Regions from separate parts of the Danio rerio genome. Here region 2 is linked to region 1. Evidence: chromatin contacts called from public Micro-C data. All regions are on one chromosome and are shown on one strand. The core of a region is the stretch at or near the end of the contact, and the rest is flanking DNA. Distances in the headings are between cores, read along the strand shown.

The links. Hi-C and Micro-C count contacts between places; a contact is called where the count stands out from the background.
Region 2: a Micro-C map of caudal fin shows a contact between it and region 1, with 10 times the contacts expected there. The contact joins the enhancer-like site here to the promoter of plcg1 in region 1. A contact is called at or near these places in 2 of 18 Hi-C or Micro-C datasets (caudal fin and embryo).

The regions. Positions count from the first base shown.
Region 1 is chr23:2,791,407-2,799,107 of GRCz12tu, reverse strand. plcg1 (phospholipase C, gamma 1) reads right to left here and starts at 6,423. Exons shown (of 32, transcript NM_194407.1): 1 at 6,192-6,423. The coding sequence starts at 6,408.
Region 2 is chr23:3,269,922-3,277,559 of GRCz12tu, reverse strand. All of the region lies in intron 17 of dhx35 (DEAH-box helicase 35), which reads right to left. LOC141380617 (a long non-coding RNA gene) reads left to right here and starts at 626. Exons shown (of 5, transcript XR_012398939.1): 1 at 626-722; 2 at 6,136-6,269; 3 at 6,885-7,024; 4 at 7,106-7,638. Within about 2 kb of position 4,104, at least 7 of the 62 cell types and tissues checked have an H3K27ac peak or open chromatin away from gene starts, as enhancers often do. A contact at or near this core is called in caudal fin, where this site is marked.

The DNA of each region.
Region 1 (7,701 bases), core at 5,174-7,673:
CTGCATAATATATAATAAAATGCAAGCAAAAATTCTTTAAACGAAATAAATCTTTTAAAACAGTGCTTCATGGTTTTCCGATGCAGGGGTTGGAAACCTTTTTTCAGCAAAGATGTGTGTGTGTATAGACAGACAGAGAGGGATGGATGGATGGATGGATGGATGGATGGATGGATGGATGGATGGATGGATGGATGGATGGATGGATGGATGGATGGATGGATGGATGGATGGATGGATGGATGGATGGATGGATGGATGGATGGATGGATGGATGGATGGATGGATGGATGGATGGATGGATGGATGGATGGATGGATGGATGGATGGATAGATAGATAGATAGATAGATAGATAGATAGATAGATAGATAGATAGATAGATATAGACGAGTACATACACCCCATTTTGAAAATGAATATTTTTTTCATTTCTCAGTTAATATAATAAAAATATTTTGGTGCATTTGAACAAAACAGAATTTTTAAACGGATATATTTATTAAAAATAATCATTTAGTCACAGAACATCTTTAGAAAAAGAAAGATAATATAATTAAGTTCATGCAAAATATTGGGGGAAAAAATTACAAACTTCAACATTTCAACTAAATTGTACAAATTTTTGTTTCTCTTGAATTTTGCTCTTGTATCTATATCTATATCTATATATATATATATATATATATATATATATATATATATATATATATATATATATATATATATATATATATATGTATGTATACATACAGTTGAAGTCAGAATTATTAGCCCCCCTGAATTATTAGAGCTCCTGTTTCTCCCCCCCCAATTTCTGTTTAACGGAGAGAAGATTGTTTCAACACATTTCTAAGCATAATAGTTTTATTAACTCTTCTCTAATAACTGATTTATTTTATCTTGGTCATGATGCCAGTACATAATATTTGACTAGATATTCTTCAAGACACTTCTATACAGCTTAAAGAGACATTTAAAGGCTTAATTCGGTCATTGTATAACAATGGTTCTTAACAAGTCATTGTATAACGATGGTTTGTTCTGTAGACTATCAGGAAACAAATTAGATTAAAGGGGCTAATAATTTTGTCCTTAAAATGGTGTATAAAAATGAATAACTGCTTTTATTCTAGCCGAAATAAAACAAATAAGACTTTCTCAAGAAGAAAAAATATTATCAGACATACTGTGAAAATTTCCTTGCTTAGTTAAAAACCATTTTGGAAATATTTAAAAAAAGAAAAAAAAATTCAAACGGGGGCGAATAATTCTGACTTCAACTGTGTATGTTACTACTGCTATAAATAACAAAGCTAAAACAAAACCTTTAATTTATTAATTTATTACAAATATGAAGCATCACATGTTAAATCCATGAATAGTGAAGGGACAATTAATTTAAATTCTGGTAAACAAACTCTTATTTTGTTCTGAAAAGCAGCCTAATTTAAAATAAACAAACATTTAACTATTATAAACAACAGTTAAATCAAATAATTAAAAATAAAATAGACTATGCAGCAACATTTCAATTGTGGCTAGTTTTAAACAACAAAAACTTATTTTACTATTATTTAGAAAATAAAGAGCAAACAACTTCTGTTTCTATGGTAATTATGTGATCGATTGGTTAACATAGAAATTATTATTTAGTTATTTGCCCTTTATTAGTGTCGCGATTCAAGTTTATCCACAGCAATACAACTACAAAAAGGGTTGCATGCAGAACTGTTGCAAACAATTTATTTGTGTTGAATTTAAACAAACAAATTAAGTTTAATAATGTTCAACTTAATATGTTTGTTTAAATTCAGCCCAAATAAATTGTTTACAACCACTTAACATAAAAAATTTAGTAAATCCAAGGAATCATCTTTGAACAATTGTTTTCAGTGTACACGCGTGCAATTGTCGAAATTGATTCGTTTTGCTGTAAAAAAAAAAAAAACTAAACAATAAAAAGACAATTGTAATTGTATTTTCAAAAGGAAACAGATTTCTAGTAACGATTGTTTAAAACTGTAAAATAGTATTGAAGGGAGAGCGCTGGAGAGCCACATAGTTTTGGTCAAAGAGCCACATGTGGTTCCCTACCACTGATCTGGAGACTCTAACAGTGTTGAAACATAGAAATTGAACAATCAAATGTAAAATACCAAAGTCTTCACTCAATAAACTATTATAAACAATACAAAAAATGCATTTAATAAAAATAATAATAATATCTTCATCCTTTAATTTTTAATTCATAAACTGATCCTGTGATTATTGCAGATACACACATGGCAATATGGATGTTTAAACTATATATTGTTCAGCTCTAATCTGGGAAGTGAAAGAGGTTTGCGTAACTTTGCTGTCAGAATGCACTTTTCGAAATATGAAGACATTCTGAAACCACTTTAATGAGAAATCGGTGTGTGTTTGTTTGGCTTTGACCATTTTGACATTGCCTATATTCACTGAACATGCCTGTATCCATTTCTCAATGAATATAGGCATGTAATGTGGTGCATTTAAACAAAACCGATTTATTAAAACAATATTTTACTCACTTTATTGAGAAATTGAAAGATGATACAATTAAATTCAAGCAAAATATTGCAAAAAAAAAAATATATCAACATGCTACAAAATTTCAACTAAATTTTTCATTTTTTTCTCTGATTTCTCCTCTTTTTTTAAATTTATATAAATTTTTTTTTTCTGTAACAAATGTGGCTGTAGTAGTTTTGAACCGTTTTTAGATTAAATATTACTTAATGATATGATTTTGATGACATTGTTTAAAGTTTATTTATTATGGAGACAATGACATAAACGATCAGAAATACACATTTGCTGACTTCTGGTCTGAATTGATTGAGTAATGCATCATGGAATATAATGTGCATAAACAGTCATATGCTGCTCAGTTATTATCATGAGGAATTAAGTAATTGTTTGGAAGTTTCTTTCCCTGATTAGTGAATTTAATTTGGAGAAACTGCTGTAATAAATGTTGTAAATCGCATCTCTTTACAATAAAAGCAAAACCAGTTAAACTCTGCTGCTATTCTGGGATTTCCAGCTGGATTTTGCGCCTGGATTCCTGCGTTATGGATGTGACGTGTGCAGTAAAAACTCAAAATATAAATTCACAGAGAAAGTATATGTTAACATTATATTGAAACATCTGTTCATATTTATAAAACAAGAGTTATGGGTCCAGAAAAACATCATCAGTAAACACGTTTTGTACTTTGTATGAGGAAAACTAACATGTGTTATGGATGTGACAAAAAGTCTGCGGGTTTACAGTACACAACACACTTTGTACAAACTCTGCAAACTAAATTGCACAAACCAAAACAATTTACGCTAATCAAAAGGATAAGAGTCGGCTCTCTATAAAACAAAAATTGGTTTGATTTTCTCTTTAATATTTTTACATTTATGAGGAAAAAGTGTTGTTATGGATGTGACATCTCGCCGTTATGTATGTGACAGATGTGAAATTGCCACTTGTGTTAGTTTGGTAAATCAAATATAATAGTTTGAAAACACTGACAGATACATTTGAGTATTTCTAAAGCACTGTAAAATACTTGCTAAAACAAAACACCCAAAAACAGTTCCTGTATTTTGGTGAGAACTTAATTTTTTTCGTGGCAAGGTTGACATTTGCACAGATTTGCTCATATATATTATTTCTTAAAGACATTTTAATGTGTCAAAACAAGTAAAACTCTAGTCGCAAACATTTTTTCTCAACATAATATTTCTTTTTGAATGACATGATTAACAATGTTAAAGGTTTATTTATTATAGAGACAAATCAGAAATACACATTTGCTGGCTTTTGGTCCGAACTGATTGAGTTGCTCTGTTATTATCATGAGGAATTGTGTGATTGTTTTAAGATTTCTTTCCCTGATTAGAGAATTTAATTTGGAGAAACTGCTGCAATAAATGCTGTAAATCGCATCTCTTTACAGTACAAAAAAAGTTAAATATAAAAAAGTTGTTATTTATAGATTGGGGCTGCACAAGATATGGTTTCAGCATTGATATCGCAATGTGTTCATTCGCAATAGTCACATCGCAAGGTGTTATTTATATGGATTGTTGGTGATTGGATGGATGTTGGCCTGATAGGGCAGCTTTGCTTGGACAGAGGAAAATTAAAGACCTGTTTATAATGATTGAACACCTACAAGACAATATTTCAGTGAATTCCAGTGAAATTTATGACATTTTAAGACTCTTTAAGACCCTGGGAGGATCCTGTTGTTGTTTGTTGATAACCTTTAAACAAAAAATGTCGTCAAAACTTACAATGTTTTAATGATGACACAAAGAATCGAATGTAAAACCCTTCTCTTTGTGTATAAAGCCCTACATGGTCTTGGCCCTCTACATGGTCTTGGCCCTAACTACACTCCTCCAAGACACTTGCGTTCCGCTGATCAGTTTTTATTAAAAGTTCCAAAGGTCCACCTCAAAAGTAACGGCGAACGTGCTTTTGCCATAGCAGGTCTTCACCTCATGAACTCTCCGCCATTAGAACTAAAAAAGGCTTTGTCGCTGCCTATTTTTAAGTCTAAATTAAAGACGCATTTATTTTCTAGATCCTTTGAAGCATAACCGTACGTTCACACCGAAAGCGGCGAGAGCGTCCAAGGTCGCTCTTGCCGCCCTGGCGACAACGCTCTCTGCCTTCAGCTCCGGCGGCGAGAGCGTCAAAACTCGCTACATCGATCTCATATTTAAAGGAGCCGTTGCAGCATTATCAGTTACATTCCTGCATAAACATGTTTCTAGCGTGAAAATGTTGCGCACTTCTTATCAAATTCATATAACAATGGAAGATCAAGTTGCGTGTGGTGTGGCTTTGCTCTACTTATCCAATATGTGTTCATATGTCTGAAATATCCTGAAGCAGCTGTACTGTTTTGTACTGTCACATCGCGTGAGATTCCCGCTATTTTAAGATAAATTTATATATCATTAATGAACATCAGTAACTCGCCAGCAACTTAAAAAATTTAAATTTAAATAATTGGAAATCCGGCGACCGCAATAATCAAACCCTTGGGAACAACTGTGGTCGGAACTAAAGTTCACAGGTCTGTGTTCTCTGAACTCCTATCAAGCGATGGACGTCTTTATTCTGATTGCTTGCCGCCGAACTGCGTCATAGCTTATTACCATAAAGTTGACTTCATTTCAACTCTCCTCGACGCTCACGCCGGCGAAGACGCGCCGCGCTGCTCCTCGCCGCTTATCGCCGCCGGCTCTCATTGAAAATAAATGACTTCCGGCTACTTTGACGCTCTCGCCGCTTTCGGTGTGAACGTACGGTAAGTCCATCCCTTTCAGAATGAGGGGGGTGGGGTGTTGGGAATGGGATCAAAATGGTCTTGTTCTCTATCGTGTTTAGTGTTGGTCAACTGTGGTAGCATCTTTTAATTAGGAAAAAAATGTTTTATTATTATTATTATTTTGTATTTTTATTTTGCTCTTTTATTGATAATCTTTCTATGTTCCTTCCTATTATGTGTTTATTGCTGTTTTTACTGCGTTTATTGCTGTTTTATGCTCATATCATGTGTTATTTTCTCTCTGTAAAGCACTTTGTTGCAGTTGGAAACGTGCTATATAAATAAATACAACTTGAACTTAATAAAACTGATATTTGGACATTACAATGGAGCTGTTTTTTGTTCAGATCCACTAGGTTTTAGTCCTAAAATCAGCATAAATCCACAGAGAATTCTGCGCAGGAAGAGCATATAAATGTCAGCACACTCAAAAGATTAAGTTTGCTCTTTGTTCAAGCTACTTATTTTAAATAAGCTGAAACAACACCACTCTTGAGGGTTTTTTCTCAATGGTTTTATGTTCGATCAACTTAAATTAGTGAAAACTAATGAGTTAAGTTAATTCCTTTACGTCGTCCCAACACAAATTGATTGTGTGGAGCCCAGCACTTCTACAGTGCAGACTCAGTCTGGCCCTGCCCGGGAGTAAAGAAAGAGAAGAGGAGGAGGAGGAGGGCATGTTTTGTATGTTTTGGTTCTAACAGCTCCAGTCATGGACAACACAACAAAAACGAGCCCCAGAAAACTGACACACACTTTGGGGCTTTTTAAAAAAAACTGTTGGTTTCTGAATCCAAACCCGCAGCGATTAGCATAGGGAACTTACTTTCGCCATCGATTTTATCCGTTCCTCTGGTCCAGATAATCTGCCTGGTCTCGAGCTTGACTTGAAACGTCCTCCTCTCGGGTCTCTGGGACTTTTTGGAGTAATAGAGCGTGAGTACGGTGCCCAGCTCCAGATCCCGGTACAGATTGTTCACCTCGGTGTCGCTCAGAGCCCAGGGTACAGGTCCATTGGAGGAGAAGCCCGCGCTCGCAGCCATTTCCCCTGTTTGTTCTTCAGTTCCTCTCAGAAACGCTCACAGGACACCTAGCAAAAACAAGCATCAGAAACACCACATAAAGCAAATGTAAGGCATAAAGGAGAGCTCACACACACACACACACACACATAGAGAGAGAGAGGCCTGCTGTACAATACATCCACATGTGTACATTCACACTTCACCTATATGCTAATTTATACTTATATATTTAAAAATACACAGTCATTAGCTGTGATTAATGTATTGATTATGAGAGCATAACGGATTATTAATATTATTATATCACACACAAGAACAGCAGATCTTAATCAAAGCTAATCATTCAATTCTAGTATGTTTAAGTAGATTAAATTGAGTTGATCTGACTTATGATGCGTGATTTGCTTCGATATGACCAACAACGCTTTATTTTGATGAGCAAACAACGAGAGAGAGAAAAAAAAATCACAGATTCTGCTTTATTAATAAGAGGTCGTCGTCGCGGTTTTACTCCACAGATGAGAACAGGAAGGCTGTATATGAAGCCACGGAGCAGCGCCTATATTGTTAGCAGAGCTGACGGAGGTGGTGGTGATGATGATAATACTACTAACAGTTACTAATAATAATAAGCCAGGTCTGTTATGTCTCACCGTGTCTGTATGCAGCAGCTCTGTGGACTCGCCGAAAGCAGAAACACACACGCTGACTGTCCGCAATCTCCGCAGGCTCATGTCGTCCGGTGCTCTGCCGTGTTGGCGGATCGGCGCGGTGATCGAGCCGACGGAGAGTTTCTTCTCTCCGCCATGAGCTGCTGAGTGAAGCCCTTCCCCCCACCAGCCGAGCCCTGCAGCCGGGGCAGCAAACGGCCTCTTAAAGACACAGTGCGCACTTTCAGCACTCGCACACTGCCACCTCAAGTGTGTATGGAAGCACAGCAAAATTCCAGTGTTTGGTGAGTTACTTCAAAACTAGTAATTAATTACTAATTAAGCAATTAAGATATCTGGTTTGATAACCTTTCACACGGACACTTACACAAGATGTTTGACGCTCATCAGCATTAAAAGATTTTAATATTTAGATTTTTTTAAACATACAGTATGTCTATTTATATGTATTAACATATATATGGTATAATATTTGTGTCAAATTACACGAAATTAATGACCACTTGTGTGAGGTGTTTGTCATGCAGTGTCTTCTATGGAGCGGGACAGTACATTTGACGTTGTTCTCTCTTCTGGCTGCCGTTATGACCGTACGTTCACACCGAAAGCGGCGAGAGCATCAAAGTAGCTGGAGGTCATT
Region 2 (7,638 bases), core at 2,855-5,354, 480 kb before region 1:
AGGGGTGTCCGAGAAAAAGAACAACATCATGCACTACATTTACACAGTACAAGTAGCCTTTGGGCCAACAGCCGTTTACCTATAGACACTGTCTCAGACAGATATTTGAATACACCTAGAAGGAGAAGTCTATTTGATTTCAGATAAGATTATCTGTACTATTAAAATGATAAACAGAATTGCTTATTATTTAAAAAAGCAGTCAGTATTCTGGGTGTGGAAATGTCCGCAATTACATGTTGAAAAGTTTTACCCATCACATTCCTGCTAAAGTGGCCTCAGACCTCATAAGCGCAGTTTTATAGTGGCACACACTCGAAAATTCCCCTAGTGATTGGAATCAGCAGGCAGAGCTTGGAGATTACAGTAACACACATACACACATACACAGAAAACTGTGAATAAAGTTTGTGTTTATGAGTAAAATTAAGAGTGTGCATGAAAAAAAACTCTCTCTTAATTGAACAAACTGATTATAGCAATAAATGAGACACATAAAAAGCTAAAGATAATAAAGTAGACAGTAAGATAAAATTGGCCTGCTATCTTTCCTGTGTCCCCTCATTCACAGTAAATTGGGTTATGACTCATTGCTTTTCCTTGTCTGTTCTTTTCTTCCCGCTAGAGCGTTGGGATCAGGGCACCGCAGTCTGGACGGGGGGATTTCCACTCAGACGAGAACATCAAAACACACATATGGTGAAGCACTACATGATAAAGAGGTGATGACTCCAGATTTGTCTGCGAGTGTGTGCATGTTTTAGCCAAAAACATCAGGCAGCTGATCTGTCGTGTCCCTGTTTTGTGGTGAAGTGTGGGATTTTTTTTTTTTCGTTCTGTTTACTAGCAGCATCAATATAATGATCGCTGCAAACTGGTTTGCTAAACAGTGCCCCCATCTACCATTTAGACAACAGATCGCTCAATAAGGAACTCGTGCCATCGGTGGTTGAGGCAGATGTTGATATTTTGGGCTTTGCAAGCAAACTAAAAATTCTATATCCAAATTACTAATGCAGCAATCTCTGGTTCCTCATTTGACCCTTAAAAGTGAAGTTGCAAAAATAAAAATGAATGTTTTGAACACTCCTCTCCTTTGTCATTGGTTGGGCAAACTAGTCAAGTCATCTTTATTTTTATAACACTTTATAAAGGCCAGAAGAGAGAAGTCATTATTCAGCTCAAATCAGTTTCATACTCTTCCCATGTCAGAGCTGTAAAAATGAATATTTTGCTGAATTAATATATTTACAAATCACAGTTTTCTTCATGGTATGGTATGTTTAGAGCAGGGGTGTCCAAACTCGGTCCTGGAGGGCCGGTGTCCTGGAGAGTTTAGCTCCAACCCTAATCAAACACACCTGAGCCAACTAATAAAGCTCCTACTAGATATCCTAGAACAGTGGTGGCCAACCCTGCTCCTGGAGAACTACCTTCCTACAGATTTCAGTTGCTACCCATATCAAACACACCTGAACCAATTAATTAGGACCTGAACACCATGTGATAATTACAAGCAGGTGTGTTTGATATGGCCACCCCTGTCCTAGAAACTTCCTGGCAGGTGTGTTGAAGCAAGTTAAAGCTAAAATCAGCAGGACACTGGCCCTCCAGCACCGAGTTTGGACACCACTGGTTTAGAGGCATGTAAATTTAAAGTGGAAGCCCCTAGAACAGGGGTGCTCAAACTCAGTCCTGGTAGGCCTGTGTCCTGCAGAGTTTAGCTCCAACTTGCTTCAACACACCTGCCCTGAGGTTTCAAGTATACCTAGGCTGCATTCCAGTGACCTTCACTTGCTGACTTCTCTCCATCATGTTGCCTCAGATGCACGTCATTGATTACATTACAAAAGTGTCTGCTACTAGCTGAATATCTGAATGGGTTTAAATGGGATGCCCTGATCCAGGGGTGTCCAAACTCGGTCCTGGAGGGCCGGTGTCCTGCATAGCTCCAACTTCCTTCAGCATACCTGCCTGGAAGATTGTAGTGAAGGTAAAGAGCTTGATTAGCTGGTTCGGGGTTGAAACTAAAATATGCAGAACACACTGGCCCTTCAGGACCATGTTTGGGCACCCCTGTACTAGAAACTTCCTGGCAGGTGTGGTGAAGCAAGTTGGAGCTAAACTCAGCAGGACACTGGCCCTCCAGGATCAAGTTTGGACACCCCTGCCCTAAACCCTTGAGCACTTGGGAACTACACTATTGTGATGTCATAATCACATTGCACTTGTTGAACGCACTTTAAAATGACACTGAGGATTCCCCGAGGGAACATGGGAAGGGAACTTTGCAAGGGTGTGTCTAAAAGTGGAATGGAACGCTGCCACAGTAGAAGCTTGATTAGCTGGTTTAGTTGTGTCAGTAGTTCAGTAGTTGGGGTTGGAACTCCTGGGCATCAACCCTCCAGGACCAAATTTGGGCATCCCTGCCCTAGAATTTCAGACAAACATGTCTCTCAAGAAGAACTCTTAAGGATCTTAATAAGTAATTTAACTGTGATGATTTAGATTAAATCTTTGGGATTTTAGCTCATCCTGAGTGTTATTGTTACAGTTGTAAACACACAATGGCTTTCTTCTTCCATGAGGGGGGGTTGATGTCATGAGATTATGTCCAGGCAAGACACACATCTCTTTGAAATCAGAATTCAAAACTCTTGAAGTACTTTCCATATTGTAAGCCTAGTGCTTCAGTAGTTTAGATGGGCGTTCTCCAACTAGTTCTTCACTTTCAAGTGAATTTAACATATGATTTACATTTTTCGTAGGCTATGTTACAAACCAAATTTCAAGAGTTTACACTTAGCTGATGATTGATAATAAAGCGTGTTTGGCAAGAGCTCAGAATATCCTCGAGCTCGGGGCTCCCACCCGTTTGAAGGTGAGAGGAGAGTTTGAGCTCAGGTAGGTCCAGAGAACTCCCCTGCTTGTGAACGTGCTGAGATGTATCTGGCTAAGAGTTGTCTTAAGATGCTATTTTGAAGTCAATTTACTTACGGTGCATGTCAAACGGTGGGAGGAAACCAGTAAACCTGGGGAAAACCCATGCAAACACTGGGAGAACATGCACAGAAACGCCAAGGAGAGGGGCAGAACCAGCGGCGTTCTTGCTGTGAGCCAACAGTGCCAACCACTGGGCCGCTGTGCCACCCTATAAGAGAAGGGGAGGAGTAGGGGTGGAAGGGGGGATTCTCAAGACGAAGATGACTAGAGTAGAAAGCTCTGGTTGTTTATAGTGTGTCAGTATTCATCTGCAATATACAGAGCTGATGCGGTACCAGCTGTGTTCAATCATAAGCGCGCAATCCTCTTGAAATTAGTTTATAAATAAACCGCACTTGTGGATTTATTAATTTTCCTTTATTCATCACAGTCCCTTTATTCATCAAGGGACGCCACAGCAAAATGAACCACCAACTTATCCAGCATAGGTTTTACACAGCGAATGCCCTTCCAGCTGCAACCCAGTACTGGGAAACATACACTATGGCCAATTTAGTGTGTTCAATTCAGCTATACGGCTTTACCCACATGTCCTTGGACTGTAGGGGAAAACAGAGCATCAACACACAACAACACAGGGAGAACATGCAAACTCCACACATGAAAGCTATCTGACCCAGCCGGGACTCAAACCAGTGACCTTCTTTCTGTGAGGTGACAGTGCTATCCTCTGAGCCACCGTGTCACCAAATTTGTGGATTAATATTATTATTCTTTGAATTGTTGATTGATTGTGCACATAATCCTGCACCAAGCAAGTCTATGCCACCGTTGTTGGTAAGGCTTCTCAAAGAAACATCAACATTTCTATAACGCCACAGTGTTTACACTTTTCAGGGAAGCTAGGATAGGATAACATTTTAACTTTGAAAGAAAAAACACCCTTCCCCTTTAACCTACTTGTGTTTATTTACTGTAAAACTGTGCGGTTAATACTTGCCAAATGTCTGCTTACACACTCAACTCCAGTTGCCCGGTTAGTTTCCATACCTTTGAAATCACACCCAAGTGTATGTATGTATATGCAAGCATTCCTTCAGGCAGCCCCTCTACAGATGTAGTATTACGGGAAAGCCTGCCGTGCTAAATGGAAAGGAAAGGAGGATGGGAGAGGAAGACTGCTCTCCGATTGATCGGCCGCTCTTCTGTTGGGGGAGGGAATCGCTCCGCTCTAAACTGAGCCGGGGAATGTGAACAGCAATATTACTCATTACACATGATATCCTAAAATGGCTAATTATTGTGACCAATTACCAGGCTAATTTACCAATTATCCATGTGAGCAATCTATTGGCTGAGAAAATCAATAGCCGCTCTCAACTGCAAAAGATAGATGGCTCATGCAGCCTTTCTCTTTCTTCCGTCTCTCTTGCCTGTTCTCTCCGGGCCATGAACCAATCAGTGAGCTAAGTGCAACTATGGCAAATAACACTTGGTGCTGTCTAATGGATCTAGAGCCAATTAAAAGGCTTGGGGAATTTAATGCGTAGTTTGCTGTCTGGAGAGAAGAGTCTGGATTTAAAGAAACAGGTCACTCAAAACAGAAAATTCCACCATTATTTACTAACCCGCATGTCATTTTGAACCCATATTGTGCTGTTTTTCAAAGGCAACACAAAAACATTTTAACAGGTCTGTTCATATGACCGTTCAAAGTAACCCTATCTGTGAAGCCGGTGCTTTGCTTTCAGTAATGCCAATGCAATCTCACGGCTATTCATAACATTTTAATGTAATAACTATCAAAAATGATTCATTTGAGAGTTCATTTGTATATTTTAGGGTGCTTTCACACTAGCACTTTTGGTCCGCACCTGGGTTCATTTGAAATCAGAGTACGACACCTGTACCCAAGTCTGCCTGAAAGAGGTGGTCTGGGGTAGGGTTCACACAAACTCTGGTCTGGTTCACTACTAGTATAAATGCAATCCTACCAAATAACGAAAGTGAACCACCAACAGTACAACAAACTTTCATTTTCATAATGTTCATTCGTGTGTCTGTGTATCACGTACTGCACCTTGCTGACAAGCTGGACTGAGCAAACACAGTGATAATGTCTGCTTGTAGACATCGCGTTATGTTCTGAACGTTTATAATATTTTTTCAGTGGCGCAGTAGGTAGTGCTGATGCTTCACAGCAAGAAGGTCGCTGGGTCACTGGTTCGACCCTCGACTCAGTTGGCGTTTCTGTGTGGAGTTTGCATGTTCTCCCCCTGCGTTCACGTGGGTTTCTTCGGGTGCTCCGGTTTCCCCCACAGTCCAAAGCCATGCAGCACAGGTAAATTGGGTAGGCTAAATTGTCCGTAGTGTATGAGTGAGTGTGTGATGTTTGCCAGAGATGGGTTGCAGCTGGAAGGGCATGCGCTGCGTAAAAAGTTGCTGGATAAGTTGGCGGTTCATTCCGCTGTGGCGACCCCGGATTAATAAAGAGACTAAGCCGACAAGAAAATGAATGAATGAATGAATTCCATGTTTTTTTTTGTCTGAAACGCAGGTCTGAAATTTCCATGTATCTATTTTTCAAATTGCTTGACTAATGCTGGGTCACAAGGATGCTGTATCTTTTTCCCAAGTAAGGCTACCCAGACTGATTTCCAGTCCATCACAAGTCAGTCGATGTGTTTATCTTCAACTATTTAAGAATATTAGAGTGAGGAGTCAGTCAGTGCTGGTAAGATGGTGTTCAACACAGGCTCATTCTGAAAATGTACCGCTATATACATTTCTGGAGAGCGCTAAATAAGTCCCAGGAGGTACGTTTCTTTGCAGTTTTTGTTTTCCTGAATCCTCCAGAGGTCGCTGTGTATGCTTTTTAAGATCTCAAATTTCTCTTACCAGTGCTATTCGTGCCTGTTGCTCTCGCATAATTCCACCAGATAATTCACCTTCGACTGACTGACCGATCGACTGACACACCCTCCTTTTTTCCTTAACCCAACCAATAGTGTTTTCAAAAACACAGATTGACCCGCCCACCCACTTCCCTAAGTCCAACCGACAGTTTTAAAAAGCAATCCAGAACAAGAAAAGCCCTCGCCTGATTTTGAACATTTTTTCATATTTTCCACATTCTCACTCTGTTATTTACTTGTTTGTTTTATTTTTTGGCTTCTGTTTTTGTCTTTCCAGCTTTCTGGAACCATTTTTCACCAGACTCAAACCCCGTTGTCTCGGTCAATTCCTCTCTGCATCTCAAGTCCGTCAACATACATGGCGAGCTAACTGGACAAACTGTTAACAGCGGAAAAGCCTTCCATACAGAGGTAAGCAGTCAGCTGGTAAGCGTGAAAAGAAATGGCGTCATACCACCCCGTATTGTTCGTTTAAAAGAGAAAATGCAGCCATACGTTCCTCTGGCTACATAATTAGCGATCTCCAGAAATGTATAAAGGGCTACGTTTTCAAAATTAGCCTTTGTTGGTGATGTTATTTTTCTAGTGTTATTAACTATCAACTCCTACAACTATCAAGGTCCATCCGGGCAAAGGTGATGGGTCAAAGTGCACAAAAAGTTATTGCACCTTATCTAACAACAGAGATTTGAGCAAAGCAATAGTACACTGCAGCCCTTTTAGTGTCACCATCAAGGTGACACTAAACCATGAGTACCATGATCCTGGTGTTCAGTTCGCTATCATGCAAAAATTACAATTCAATCAAGCTGCTTCATTTTAGAGGTTTAAAGGCGGGTCATTTTTGACCTGAAGGGCACCAAAGACATATACAGAATTCCAAGACAACAGGAGGCTTAGATATTTGATAGAGCTGAGAGTGTTTCACTTTTATGTGCTGGCTAAAAGGCGAATCTAATCAACTAAAATACTCTAAAAGAAACGTGTGGCGTGATGTGGTGAATGATGGGCGTTCCCGTTCTGCAGCATTGTGCGGAGCTCTGCGTGTACAGATTCTGTGTGGGCCTGCTTATTGGTGGCCAGCCAACAGAAGGTGGAACAGCTGTATCACACCACCTGATCCAAAAGTGGGTCAAGCCTGCTCTGCAGCAGAGACCCCTGCAAAGGTAAACCTTGGGGAGCAGCTCTCCATGATCCAAAGCGGCAACTAGAACAACTAATGAACCACTTATCTGATGTCTTTTCAGATGTCTGTTCGCCTTGTGGACCAATATAGTCCAGAAATAGTCAGAAAAGCAGCACTGTTACATCACAGCCAGTTACAGTGAACGCTTAGCGTCTGACTCTGGAGGAGAAGGTGCTAAAGGAAAGCAGCTAAATGTGACTGTGGGGAATCCCAGAGCCTGGTAATCATTGCTCCAAGTTCAGACAGACTTCAGGTTGGAATTCACATATCTCAAGTGGATGAGCTAAATTGTTGTTCATCACAATCCCTATGCCAATAGAACTAACCAGGGTTTGAGGTCTTGAGTGTTTTGGGGTTCTGAAAATGCAAGTTTTTTAGTAAAAGTTCTCGAATTTGAAAGTGATTATGCCTTTAACAGGCATCAGCTTAAATTCTTTAAAGTTTTTGAATATTTACATAACAAAAAACATATGCGCATGAATAAAACTAGACTTATTTCAAGAGTTCACACTTGATTATAAAGCTTGTTTGGCATGCTGTCCCAGGAGAGAGCCCTACGCTTATAAGATCCTCAAGCTTGGGGCTCCCTCCACT